Regions from separate parts of the Mus musculus genome. Here region 2 is linked to region 1. The links are chromatin contacts, called in public Hi-C maps. All regions are on one chromosome and are shown on one strand. Each heading gives the region's core, a stretch centred on a gene start, on an enhancer-like site or on the middle of the called end of the contact. The rest is flanking DNA. Distances are from core to core; before and after follow the strand shown.

Region 1 (6,470 bases), core at 1,885-4,384:
CCCCTTTGATAGTCACCTCGACTGACCTTGAAGCCTCCTTCAGTTTTCTCTATACACAGAAACAGAATGTCAGTCTTTTTTTTTTTCTTTTTTCAAGAGTGACATAGAGCATCAATGGGAGGGGAGGTCCTTAGTCCTGTAAAGGTTCGATGCCCCAGCGTAGGGGAATGCTAAGGTAGTGAGGCAGGAGTGGGTGGGTGGGTGGGGGGATCACCCTCATAGAAGCAGGGGAGATGGGGGAATGAGATAGGAGGTTTGCAGAGGGGAAGCTGGGGAGGGGATAAAAATTGAAATGTAAATACATAAAATAACCAATAAAAAAAGAGTGACATATAATCACTAAAGAATATTCAAATAAGCAAAATTAGCCTCCTTTCTTTTCTACTTTTTTCTCCTTGCTTCCCTTCTTCCTTCTTTCCTCATTTCCCCCTCACCTCCCTACCCTTTCCTCCCTCCTTTTAAACTTTTGTCTTTATTTTCTTCTTCCTCTCCCTTCTCCTTTCCTTCCCTCTCTTTCTTCTTCCTTCCTTTTTCCTTTCCTCTTTCTTTAAAAAGTCTTGTTAAATATTTTACATATTTATGCAAATGTGCATTTATTTAAATAGCACCTGGACACCTGCTCTTGGTTCACCACCAGCTTGGTTCTGGTGATCGACACGATGACACAAGATGGATGAGGCTCTGCTCGGCTGAGCATGTGGCCAGTGGCGGACACAGATCCGAGTCAAATTTCAGATGAAACATAAGGAGATAACTAACTTGGGTTTAAGAAGAACAAAGATAAGCAATGAAGGGAAAGAGAATTAAAGCAGAACACATCCACTTGGCATGGGCTTCAACTGAGTCTCTTTCTGGGGACAGGATAGTCAAGCCAAGGTTTGAAGGAGCTGGCAATGCAGGGAAAGGGGAGGTGGGCCCACAGGTTTGAGAGACACCAGGCTTTTATTTTAAAATCACTGTGGCTTCTGAGTGGAGAATGGTCTAAAGAAGGGACTGGAGCAGGGTCAGTGTGTGTGCCTTGGGACTGGGAACACTCAAACAAAGGTTTGCTTAGAAGAGTGGAAGCCCAGAAATCCAAGGGCTTTGGTGCAATGTGGCAGAGAAAAATGAGATAATCTACAGAGAAGAGCATTGTGTTCTAGAAAGAGTTCCAAGGCATGGCCTGTCTTTACAGTACTCTTCCTAGCCAGCAACATCAGGAACTTAAAGTTAGTGAAGCTGATACTAGAATTCAGAGATTGGAGATGGTAAGCTGTGAGCTGTTATTTTGAGTCCTAGAGGAGTCTAGGGATCAGAACAGGGAGACAACCTACCTAAAATCCCAGTTGGAGCACTATGGGAAGAAAACTGACTTCTTGTGACCCAAATCCTTGTCTGTCTTCCAGATTGTTCCTATCCATAGCTTTGATCCTTGTTTGCCCTCTCCTATCTGCAGTCAAGTACTTGGAACATTCCTTTGTCAGGCCTGACTTCTGTCAAATGTCCCCCAATTGCTTCTTCCGTGCTTCTGCTCAGTGTCTTATGGCCTCAGATACTGAAGGTCTTCTCCATTTCCTCTCTTGCAGTTTCCTGATCCTGCATTTTTCAGTCCCTATTAGAGTTTGGAATAAGCCCTTCTTGGACTGTCCTCTTACATGTCCAATCTATGAGCAGGACATATCCAAAATGACAGTTTCACATTTTCCCCCCTGTTCCTACCATGGTCCAGCCACATTCCCCTTGCCTAGATTATTAACACAGCCATTGGATTCTTGTTCCTGTTTCTGCTTTACCTTTCAATAGTTATTCTTAAGGCAAAGCTAGGCAACCTTCGAAAATGGAAGTCCTACTACAAGACCCCAACAGCTTCTCAAGCCCTAAGTTTCTCACATTTTACAAAGATGGGGCTTAAATAATCATAACACCCTGGACTCTGGCTTACCATCTCCTAATGTCATCCTGCTCTCTCTCCCCTCTAACTGCAGTTCAGGGTAGAATTCTGTCCCAGGTTCTTTGTAAATGATGACTCCTCTTTCTTTTCATTGCTCAGTTCCTCCTCTGGGCCAGATAACAATATCCCCATGATAACATTCAGACTTCCCAGCATCTGATGATGCCCGTGAGTCCTCTGGATAGCTTTACTGTCCTCTAGTGAGCTTGGTGCTTTTTCAAGTGCCTCACATGTTTCAGCTACTCTGCCCATTTCTTTGCCCATGGTATAATAATCTCTAGGAAACAGAGATTTGGCTTGTCTGTCAGGAAGAAGTGCACATAAGAGATGCTCTACATAGCTATTTGGGAATGAATATCGGGTAGCCTTAGATCAGAAGAAGCCTGCCCAGAAGAGAAACATTAATATCTGACATAACCCTTTGCTCCTGGACCCCAAGATACCCTACTTCCTTTTTTTTTTTTTTTTTTTTTTGACAGAAGGATGCTCCCTATTCTCTTCTGATGTTTGCCAGGATGTCACAGGGATACTTTCTCCTCAGTCTCCATTTTACTGCTAAGAACAATTTTCTCCCATCTGAAAGCCATAGAGTGTCAGGTCAGTCACAAGTGGGGTGCTGTTTTAAAGTGTGGAAGAACCTGGTATAAGACTCCCTGTCAAGACAGCTACCTCTCTGGGACAAACACCAGTATGAGCTAGGACCAATGATCGCCTTTATCAGAGGAGGAAGAGCTGGTCAGTTCCTTTGTCATTCTCTCCTCCCTCTCCTGGTACAACATGATCAGTGTGCTGCCCACGGGACTCCCTTCCTGCCCAGCTTGGGACAGGCTGGCTTCTTCCTGCCTGGCTTGGGCTTTGCCACTGCCTATGCCACTCTGTTGCTCTGTGTGTAATGTGTGGAACTGATTTCCTGTCTGAGATAGCTTTTGTTACTAAACCTTGACAGAAACTTAAAAGAGAAAGAATTTATTTCAGTGTATGGTGTCGGAAGGGTTAGCCTATCATTAAAGGGCAGGTGGAGGAGAACAGCCTAAAACATGGAGATGAGATGTGGGGAAAGGTAAAAGTTTGGTCTTCTAGCAACATCCCCCTTAGATTGGAGTCTTCCCCTTTGCTTAATTTTCTGTGACCCTTAGACAATCCCAGAATGTGGTCAGCCTCTCAGGGACTGTAAATGCAGCCAAGATAATAATGATTAACTGTTACACTCCTGAAGGTAAGGTCAAATCCTAACCTTCAGAACCTGTGAATGTGACCTTTGTAGATGCTAAGTTCAGCTAGGGTTACACTGAAGAATACATATGGCAAGAAGGTTACAGGCAGTGGGAGGCAGGAACGTAACTGGTGCTTCCACAAGCCATGGACTGCAGGATCTAGCAGGTATGAGGAAGAGGTGTTCCCTGTGGAGTCAGGAAGAACAGGACTCTGCTCACTCATTGTTTTCATAATTCATCTCTGTTGTCTAAAGTCACCCAGATGTCAGCACTTTGTGATAGCAGTCACAAGACACTACATGCTCCCAATCAAGTGTCCCCTAGTCATCCTGCAGTCCCTGGAAGGGTTCATTCTTTAAGAGCCCTTACTAGTTCAGAGGCATAACCTTTGATCCCTGTATCTACGGCCCCTCCTGGGTTGTGGCTGGGGAGATGTCCAGGATGGTTCCCTGGCAGAGCCCAAGCCTAGCAGGGGTGGGACACCAGCACGTATCTGCTGAGTAAAGTCATCCAAGAAGAACCTTCTGGACTCTCTGTGTGTCACAAGATCAGCAGCAGTTAGAAGGCTGCCCTGGTGTTTCCCCTGGAAATCCTCTAGCGCTTTTATTCAAATTAAGGCACTCAATCTGTGAGCCCAGGCCAGAGCCATAGTACCCCAGTGGACTTTCCAAGCAAGTTGGTTCTTACTGGATATGGGTTCCTACTAAGAACAGGGACCCGAAATGGGGTTCATTAATCAGAGAGCAAGCCTTTAAATAGAAAAAAAAAAACAAACAAAAAAAAAAAAACCAAGATTAAAACCTCCAGAAATGGAAATTCTCTCATACTTACTCTTCCTCCTCAACTTCCCTTCTTTGCCTCCCATCTCGGACCTCCTAGCCTGCTTTCCGGGGTCACAGTGGGAAGTGACCCATCTCAGACTTCCCCACATTTGGTTGGTTTTCTTCCATGAGCTTTAGGCAGAGATGTATACATCCTCCTGCAGACAGGACCTTGCCCAAGTGCTATCTACCTATCTGACTCGGCTGCCGATGCGTTCAAATGCCTTGGGCGAACACCTACTGTGTGCCAGCTTGTCTATGAAGTATGTTCCTGCTCTGGAACTTCTATTGTAAAGTCCAGAAACTTTGGTGATCTCACTAATGCTCCTTTGCTGGTGAAGAAATAGTATCTTAGGGAAATTAGTTTACTTATGGCCACATAGCCAGTTAGTGATGGAGACATTTTTAAACGAAGTTCTGTCAAATTCTAAAGACAGTAGGTTTTGGGGGTTTTTTGTTTGTTTCTTTTGTTTTTTGTTTTTAAACTTGTAACTCAGATGTTTGAAAAGGGCATCATTGTTAGGTCTTAGACCAAGCAAGAAATGATGGCTGTCCCTTTGCTGGCCAGGAAGGTTTGGGCAAGTTGATTTATAAACATGGCAATTTTGACATCTGTTCAACAAGACTTCACCATTTCCCTCTTCTCGGGGTTGTCCGGTCCCCAAGCTGTGCTTGAGGAGTATTGGGCTAGCCACTTCCTTCCCACTGCTTTGGTTTTCTTACTTTCAACTGAGAATTTAATTCCATAGCCAGACTGACATCCGGTCTGGATAATCTATGATCTTAGCATCCTGGGGTCATTGTTGCTGCCACATTTAAATCTCTTAAAGCCAAGCCTTCACATTCTGTATGAAGCCAGACTTGCAAAGTATTTATCTATGCGGATCCCTTCTGTCACAAGTCCCTTGCTGCTCAACCCTTTGCCTCTTACAGACTCTCTGGGTGTCATTTCCACTGCTTGAGGGCTGGTGGATGAGAGAAGGGATTTGGGCAAGTTCCTCCGAGTTCTTACATCCACTGCCTAAAATGATCTCAGAGAATGGAAGGCCCAACCCCTTTGGTCTATTTTAAGGATGAAATAAAGGAAGCCATTGCTCATTGCCTCCTGGGCTTCATATTGTGCAAAGCACTTGGTAAGTGGGCTCTGTGGGTGAATGGGTTGGAATCCCAGTTTTGGGATTGCACTGCAGATGAGCAGAGTGGTGAGTCGAAGGGGGGTGGGGGATGCTCACAGTCATCTATAAGGTGGAACACAGGGCCCCCAATTGAGAAGCTATAGAGAGCACCCAAGGAGCCAAAGGGGTCTGCAATCCTATAGGTGGAACAACAATATGAACTAACCAGTACCCCCAGAGCTCGTGTCTCTGGCTGCATTTGTATCAGAAGATGGCCTAGTTGGCCATCACTGGGAAGAGAGGCCCCTTGGTATTGCAAACTTTATATGCCCCAGTACAGGGGAATGCCAGGGCCAAGAAGTGAGAGTGGGTGGGTGGGTAGGGGAGCAGGGTAGGGGGAGGGTATAGGGAAATTTCGGGATAGCACTTGAAATGTATATAAAGAAAATATCTAATAAAAATAAATAAAAAAAGAAAGAAAGAAAAAAATGTCTCCATGCCTCTGTCTGTCCTCTCATCATGTGAAAATGTGCTGGTAAGCTTGGTCTTCTTCCAGGCCTGTGTGAGTTTAAAGACACCCTTCTTGGATGGCATGTGAGGCAACGAAGGACATACGAAACATGGCAAGAGTCCATGGTTGCCAAGCGGCTAGCCTAATCAGCAGAACATGGTCTGAAAGGCACGGTGCCTAAACAGTGTGGCCAAAGACAGAGAGCCAAAACCTTGGACCCAGGTTGGTGGGACAGTAAACAAAAAGGCTCATAACATTTCGTCAAAATGACACTAGAAATGAGATGACGTTACACTTAGGGCTGATTGATCTGTGGTGACCATCTTATTGAGAAATTACTGATTGTCTTCGTTTTCTGTGCTTCATTGTTGAGGCACCTCTTTTCCTCTTTTCCCCCTCCCATAAACAGGTTCCCATGTGCCCTGCCACCTGACCCCCAGGTGGAACCTGAGTTCTGTCCCTAAGCCCAGCGAGATCATATTGGGTTCCTAAGTACCTCTCTAGGGTCAGCTATGCACATCTATGAGGACCTGTTTCTCTCCTCAAATGTCCCCTAGGCTGTGAGAGAGCATGATATCTAATTGTGAAGCCCAACCCACCATAACAAGTCAAGAACATGAAGGAAAAAGAAGCTGTTTTCTCTTCTTTGAACACACATGTTCATTTGACATGGGCCTTGCTCATTATGTAGCTGTGCCTGGGAACCTGACAGGCTGCGTTGAGAATGAAACAGTGGGTCCTTTCCCCTTCAGAGAAATACAAATGCTGTTCCATGTACAGTAATTCAGAGCTGCTTGCTCTGACCACGGGGCCTCCTACACCTTGGCTCCCACTCTGTGACTGAGATTCATACATCTCAACTCTGCCCTGACTTCTGAC
Region 2 (6,780 bases), core at 3,608-6,107, 190 kb after region 1:
CCAAATACAGTGGCACCAAGGTCATCACTGAATTCATCAGCTTTGTGCTCTGTGCTAAGTTCTAGTGAAACAAACAAACAAAAAAATTAATAAGACATAAGCCTTGAAATTGTGAGCCTATTATTTTGTATGTTGGATAATAAATACTGACAGTTTATTAATTATACTTCTGTACGGTTTGCTAATGAGCAGGCAAAGTCCTTTATGCCCATTTAACTTGGTTAGAAAAGAAACAGATTAAAAGTGCAAGGCAGGCTGTGAAGCATAAACTCAGAGTGAAAAATAAGGAAACAGCTCAAATTCTAATTCCTTTCCCCATTTACTATGAACCCTTGGACATATAATTAAATCTCCAGTGAAGACAATGCTTCTCTTTCTCTCCAAGTGTTTTATTGTATTTAGTAGTGTTAACCAGAGTACTCTGGAAACTATAAGGCATTCCTGCTTAATATGAGGTGACATATACTGTACCTTGTTACAGTGCATTTTAGAAATCTAGAAATCCATCTTTTATTACCTGCAGGGTATTATTAATATATCACATTATAAAATTAATGATGCCATTTTATTCCCTGACTTTGGATAAATGGGATTTAATGGCTGTATTTCCCATTCTTTTACAATGGACCGTGGAAAACATAGAGACTGAGTCTCATGGCATAGAGCAGGCGCTTTACCTAGCTTCTAAGTGTCAATGGATTTCATGATTATGTTTTGCAAAGCAAATCTTTGTGATCTTAGGCTTGTGATGGGTTTTGAAGAAATGGAGGAGCACCTGAGATGGGAGTCTGTGGTGGCTAGTGTGAAATATCAACTTGAAAAAATCTAAAATCACTTAGGAAGGACTCTCTGGGAATTGTGGGGAATTAACAAGATTATATTACTTGACGTGGGTACACCCAACCACTGTGGGTAGCACCATTCCTAGACAATGTATCTTGTACTGTATATAAATGGACAAAATGATATGAGAAGGTATTCTCATATTCAGGCTCATATTCTTTGATGAGTAGATGTAGTGTGACTCGTTGCTTCCGGTTCCTGTTGCTAATTTAACCCACAATAACCCTAACCAGGACATATGAGCTAAAATAAACCCTTTCTCTCATAAGTTGCTTTTGTTAGAATATTTTATCACAGAAAAGAGACTAAGACAGGATCTATGTCATGAAAAATTGAGATGCCCAATATGCTAACAACTGCAGCTACCACCACTACTACCACCATGCCTTTGTCTTTATCCTCATTGTCATCTACAACATTACTTTCTTTGACTTTCTCACTTGTGCCCATGACTCAGTAAGGCCAATCTCAATTCTTCCACTGTACCTCCAGTATCAAATAACAGATTGTTTTCTGTTTTCCATTCATAAAAATCTATCATGTTGTTATGGTCTGAGTAATAATAGCCCCATAGGCTCATATATTTGAATACTTCACCTTCAGTTGGTGGAATAATTTGGAAATGATTATTCCTTATTGGAGGAAATGTGTCACTTTGAATTTTCAAAGACTCACACCATTTCTAGTGTCTCGTTGTCTGCTTTATGAATGTGTCTCAAGATGTGTGCTCTTTAGTACTGCTCAGTGTCACGACAGGGTGTGGGCTGCCATGTTCTGCGCTGTGAGAGGCATGGACTCTAAATCTCTAAAACTATATAATCCCCAATTCTATGAGTTGCCTTAGTCACGGTATGTTATCACAGCAATAGCAAAGTAATGGAGATATATATCTTTTGAAAGATCATCAGTCAAAATCACAGCTAGTTCTTAGAGGTATAAGTGGCATACACACACACACACACACACACACACACACACACACACACACACATATGCTGTCTTAGGGTTTTAATGCTGTGAACAGACACCATAACCAAGGCAACGCTTATAAAGGACAACATTTAATTGGGTTTGGCTTACAGGTTCAGAGGTTCAGTCCACTATCATCAAGGTGAGAACATGGCAGGATCCAGGCAGGCATGGTGCTGGAGGAGCTGAGAGTTCTACCTCTTGTTCCAAATACAGTTAGAAGACTGGCTTTCTGGCAGCTAGGACAAAGGTCTTAAAGCTGAAGGTCACAATGGCACACCTACTCCAACAAGGCCACACCTCCTAATAGTGCCACTCCCTGGGCCAAGCATATACAAACCATGACAGATACCCATAGGTATCTCACAGGAAATATGTACTAAGAGAGGTTTTAGTAAGTGCTTAAGTATTTGTTTTTCTTGGGACTGACTACCTTTGTCTTCCATTGTACTCATCCAAATGATAGGATTCTGATGCTGCACGTCCTATGCCATGGAGACCTGCCCTTCCTGACTGCTGGGTACCAATAACCCAACTGCTGTAGTTGTCATTCACCCTCTCACTCTCATTCACGTGTTCATTCTCCATAGTTAATATTTTCTTCTTCATGTTCTCTGATTTGGACCTTAGGGGCACTCATGCTTTGTTCTCTAATAGTCTATAGGTTCGAGAAGATACATGAAACCCATCTTCATGAGCCATGAAGTCTTAGTTAAGAGATATTTAAAAGAAAATAGCATCATTTCAGAATGTTGAAGACTAAAATTAAGTAGGCATGTGGTATTGAAAAACATAAATAAAGGCTTTTCCTATCTTGTAAGATTAGAGAAAGAATGAAGGAAGATTTGGTATTGAAAGTAGGATTCGTTAATAAAAGAAGAAGCTTGTAAAAATGTCCAGTTATAAGTAACAGGCTAGGTGACAACTTCATTTGTCAGCTCTCTCAGTATCCCAGTAATATATCCCATCAAGTCTGGATACTCTCATTTCCCTGTACCTTTTCATTTTTATTTCATTTCTTGAGACCTTGAACATAAATCTTGAGATAAACATGAGAAATGATGGAGGAAGCCATCAGCTAACTTTAGAATCTTTCTTCACCATTACCAATGAAGGCCAGGCAGATACTCTTGGTCTGTGCTGCCACCAGAATCCCTGTTGATGTCCATGAGCTGGGCTGCTATTGACCGCTATGAAGGGTGCCCATAGCCCAGGCTCTAACACAGGGCCATGCTGATTTCCTTGATACATACTGCCACTGGGGACCATGCTGAGATTCATGTTGGTAGTGGATGCCCACAGTCTGTGCTGTTGCCAGAAATGATGTGGAAGTCCACGATGTATGTTCCTGCTGACTGACTGACTGACTGTAAAGGGCAAAGAAGCTACTTTTGCAGTGGAATTGATGACTGCACCCCAAACAACTTCAAATCCTTTGAGGAATATGAGACACCTACAAATTATAAAGCAAGTTGGTAACGAGAGATCTAAAATCTTACTCCAAATCCATAGGCAGGGGCTGAAACCAATTTCAACTCTATCAGCATAGAGAATATTGAGGGCTCTGAAAATGTTCCTCCTTTCCTCTTTGAGCCAAGGATGCATCCTCTACATTATACTAGGTGCTTCTACTGTAAAGGTTTCCTACCATTCTCTCATTCTCTGACCCCAGTTTCATAGCCAGTCCAAAGAAGACTCAAGCATTGTCCTCTCTCTGGCCACAATACATGCTGAGGCATGGGACTATCAGTATTACACTCACATATGTTGGTCCCCTTTGCTGGCTGTAAGTCATCTCTATATTGTAAGCACACTGAATGATTCAACAAAGCAATCCCACAGACGCTATTTCTTATTTGAGTTAAGGTGCCTTTCACCTTAAAGCCATTAGTAAGCTTTTTGTGAAATCCCAGAGAAGGTCATATCCCTTTCAAATAAGCTTTTATTTTCACAGTATGCTGGGAGCAGGGAGCTGTGTGGGCCTGGCTATTGGGCAATGTTCAAACAGAAAGCTTCTGTGATGGATGGGCTGGAGATTGCCATCAAGTACAAGGAGTTGATAAACCAGTATTTTTACAGAAGCAAATACAAACTGTGGTTATCCAAGCAGATACATCCTGGTATTCCTTACTGTGTCTTCAACAGGACTTCCTTGGTGACTTTTTTTTTTCTTTTTGTCTTCTTAGAAATCACACACACACACACACACACACACACACACACACACACACACACACACAATTCTCCTGCCTTCAATTGTGGATTTCAGATTCAGAGGTTTGGGCTCAGAGCTGTGGCTCGCACAAATGCTGGATCCAAGACAGAGCTCTGTCTTTCTCATTGCTGAGCATAGTGCAAATTCAGTACAGAAGAGATTTGGGAGTCTGGGGGGAAGAAGATTCAAATCCTGACATTACCATCACAACTTCACACCAAGTTGCTCTGTTCTTTGGGGCCTTAGTTACCACCTTTTTGAACAGTCTCTTTTCCCAACCAGGATTTTGTAAAGAACTGAGAGCCATAAAAGGGGTTAATAAACAGACACTGGCATCTAATTAAAACCTAGTAAGTATAGGGTTCTTTTTGTCCCAGGCCTTGGGGAAGTTGAAGCAGAAAAGAAATGGGGAGAAAGTCTTTACTGAGGTTGCTCAAAGCTGCTGAGAGAGGACTTTTCATAGAAGCTGCTTTCTTTGTAACTATATATTTTTACCTTTTTTGGACGGAGATGTGGGCCAGTATTTCTTCTGTCTAGCTTTCCTTCTCCTCTTGCTCAGGTGTCTGAAACCACCAATTGTTCTTTTAATGAATGGGGTCACAGTGAGTCCCCTTACCACCACAGTGCTTCCTAAGGGCCCACCTCCATTTGTACCTAAACTTGACCTTCCTCTTGCTATTGCTCTTCAGTGACCAATTTCTAAATTCCAGGAACTCGGGGCTGTACTCTAAAGAGCAGCTTTTCTCACTTCTGGCTCTGGGCTTTGACCCACACAACACATCCTGTTAGAAAAAAAAAGTACCAAAAATGGTAATGACAGAGGCATGCACCTCCCCCTGTCTCCTCCCCCTGTCTCCTCCCCCATCCTGATAGTACCTCCAGGAGGTTGAACCTGTGAGGAGGGAGGCTTGCTATCTTTTCATGTGCTGTGAGGATCCTGTGTCTGTTTCTTTGCATTATGAATGCAATGCACATTGTACAAAAGTAAACTACTATGAGTAAAAGGTCTCTATCCCAGTCCTATCCTCAACCCCTGAATTCTGCCCCTGAGAATCAACCTGCTGTTGCACATTTATTGTGTCTGTCTATGGGATTCAATGTGTACATATTTGGTGGCATTTTGTTACTCAAAGTGTGGCATGGTGTCGCACCCGCCTCGTTCTATTGAGAGCACCATGCTCCATTAATCATTTTCCCATACCTCCCTCTTTCTAAACCAAGGGATAATCCTTAGGCATATGAACCTCTGGTTCATTCAAGGAGTTAGCTGAAGGGCATTAAAATTGCTTGAAAAGAAAAAAAAAGAGCAAATAAGCAAGACTGTAGCTCAGTGGCAGTGCTTGCCCAGCATACAGGTTAGCTCCTAGTTCCCTTCTCAGTACTGGGTTCAGCTCCCAGTACTGTCAAAAGACAGGGAGGTGGGGAAGAAAATGGAGAAGCAGTTAATACCCCTGATACCTATGTCCCTACATAATTTCCTTGGATTTAATTCTACATCCAGTGAGAAAATGGGAGGTTTGGAGGCATTGTGTTGTGATTCAAGTACACAAACACCTGGAATTCCTGGAATGTTCCTGCCTGTGTCTCTTGTCATTTTTGTAGAACTCTCCTTTGAAGATTGGGTGCAGAGGTCACTTCCTCTAGTCTTAAACCGTTCTAAACCAGCTCCAGCTGGGGAAATTCACTACTCACTTCTTGAGTATCAATGGTGGTTTCCAAGCTGCAGCTGTGCAAGCACCTCTTCCTCCACCGAGAGACTTGTGAACCCAGATTTCTGAACTACAACCTCTACTCCACCCCCACACACCCCCTTCCAGCCTCACCCCTCCAGAACTTACTACTCTAGAATTCTTAGTGAGCTCTGAGCATGTGCCTTCCTAGCAAGGGCCTGGTGGTGCCCCATCACTTGTCAGAAGCACACTTGGAGAGCCAGTTGCCTCCCTTGTGCCCTCTGCTGAGTTAAGCTTCCTCCCTACCACACCTCAAACATAGGGCATGGATTGGTTCTTTGAAATGCTCAACCACCCTTTCTTTCTTTTTAGTCCAACATCCATGTGAAGGCTGGGGTGATTAGCCCACATTTTCCCTTCATGATTTGGCAGAATTCCCAAAAACACTGTAGTAGTTGTGTGTATGTGTGTATGTGTGTGTGTGTGCGTGCGTGCGTGTGTGTGTGTGTGTGTGAAATGAATAAATGTGTTGAAATAACTTATTGCATTTCTGATAGTGTACCTTTAGGGACTTATGTGTCTTCCATGTCCAGTGCTACCAGCTTTGCTTTGTTGGTCTGCTCTGTAACTGGTACTCTAAATTTTACCTCCACCTCTTGTTTAGTTATTATCTCTGTGGCAGGAGAGGTGATGTTATAATAAAATGTGACTATAAATGTAAGAACTGACACTCTTTATTTCTAGCCATAAATCCTCATATATCCATGTCATTCTATATGTAATGTCCCCCATTCTTGGCATCACTATAACCTCTGTTCCTCATACCAAATTGGTTCTACTCTGTGACACAGGAAAGGTAGTAGATTCTAGTATGACCACACGAGGCCAAGGCTTTGAAATTCTCTAACACTTTGGGACCAGGAAAAGATACAAATTCTGGAGGGAGAAGGAGACTGTAATGAATGAAAATAGAAGAGTAAAGCCCATGGAAAGCCAGACAATAAAGTAGCTGGTGGTGATGGCTGAAAGACATCATAGCCTGGAAACATAAACTTTGTGGTCAGGTAATGTCAAGGAGGGTGT

What was found. A called contact is a pair of places that touch in the nucleus more often than the background predicts.
Region 2: a contact with region 1 is called in a Hi-C map of Th1 cells, with 2.9 times the contacts expected there. The contact joins two enhancer-like sites. A contact is called at or near these places in 6 of 484 Hi-C or Micro-C datasets (B cells, the N1E-115 cell line, Th1 cells and 2 more) and 1 of 115 datasets of contacts at active chromatin or transcription factors (Th17 cells).

What each region holds. Positions count from the first base shown.
Region 1 is chr15:62,262,012-62,268,481 of GRCm38.p6, forward strand. No RefSeq gene overlaps it. Among named protein-coding and RNA genes, the nearest start is that of Pvt1, 230 kb to the left of the region's middle. Within about 2 kb of position 3,135, at least 27 of the 459 cell types and tissues checked have an H3K27ac peak or open chromatin away from gene starts, as enhancers often do. A contact at or near this core is called in B cells, Th1 cells and Th17 cells, where this site is marked.
Region 2 is chr15:62,452,439-62,459,218 of GRCm38.p6, forward strand. No RefSeq gene overlaps it. Among named protein-coding and RNA genes, the nearest start is that of Gm41333, 210 kb to the right of the region's middle. Within about 2 kb of position 4,858, at least 34 of the 459 cell types and tissues checked have an H3K27ac peak or open chromatin away from gene starts, as enhancers often do. A contact at or near this core is called in B cells, Th1 cells and Th17 cells, where this site is marked.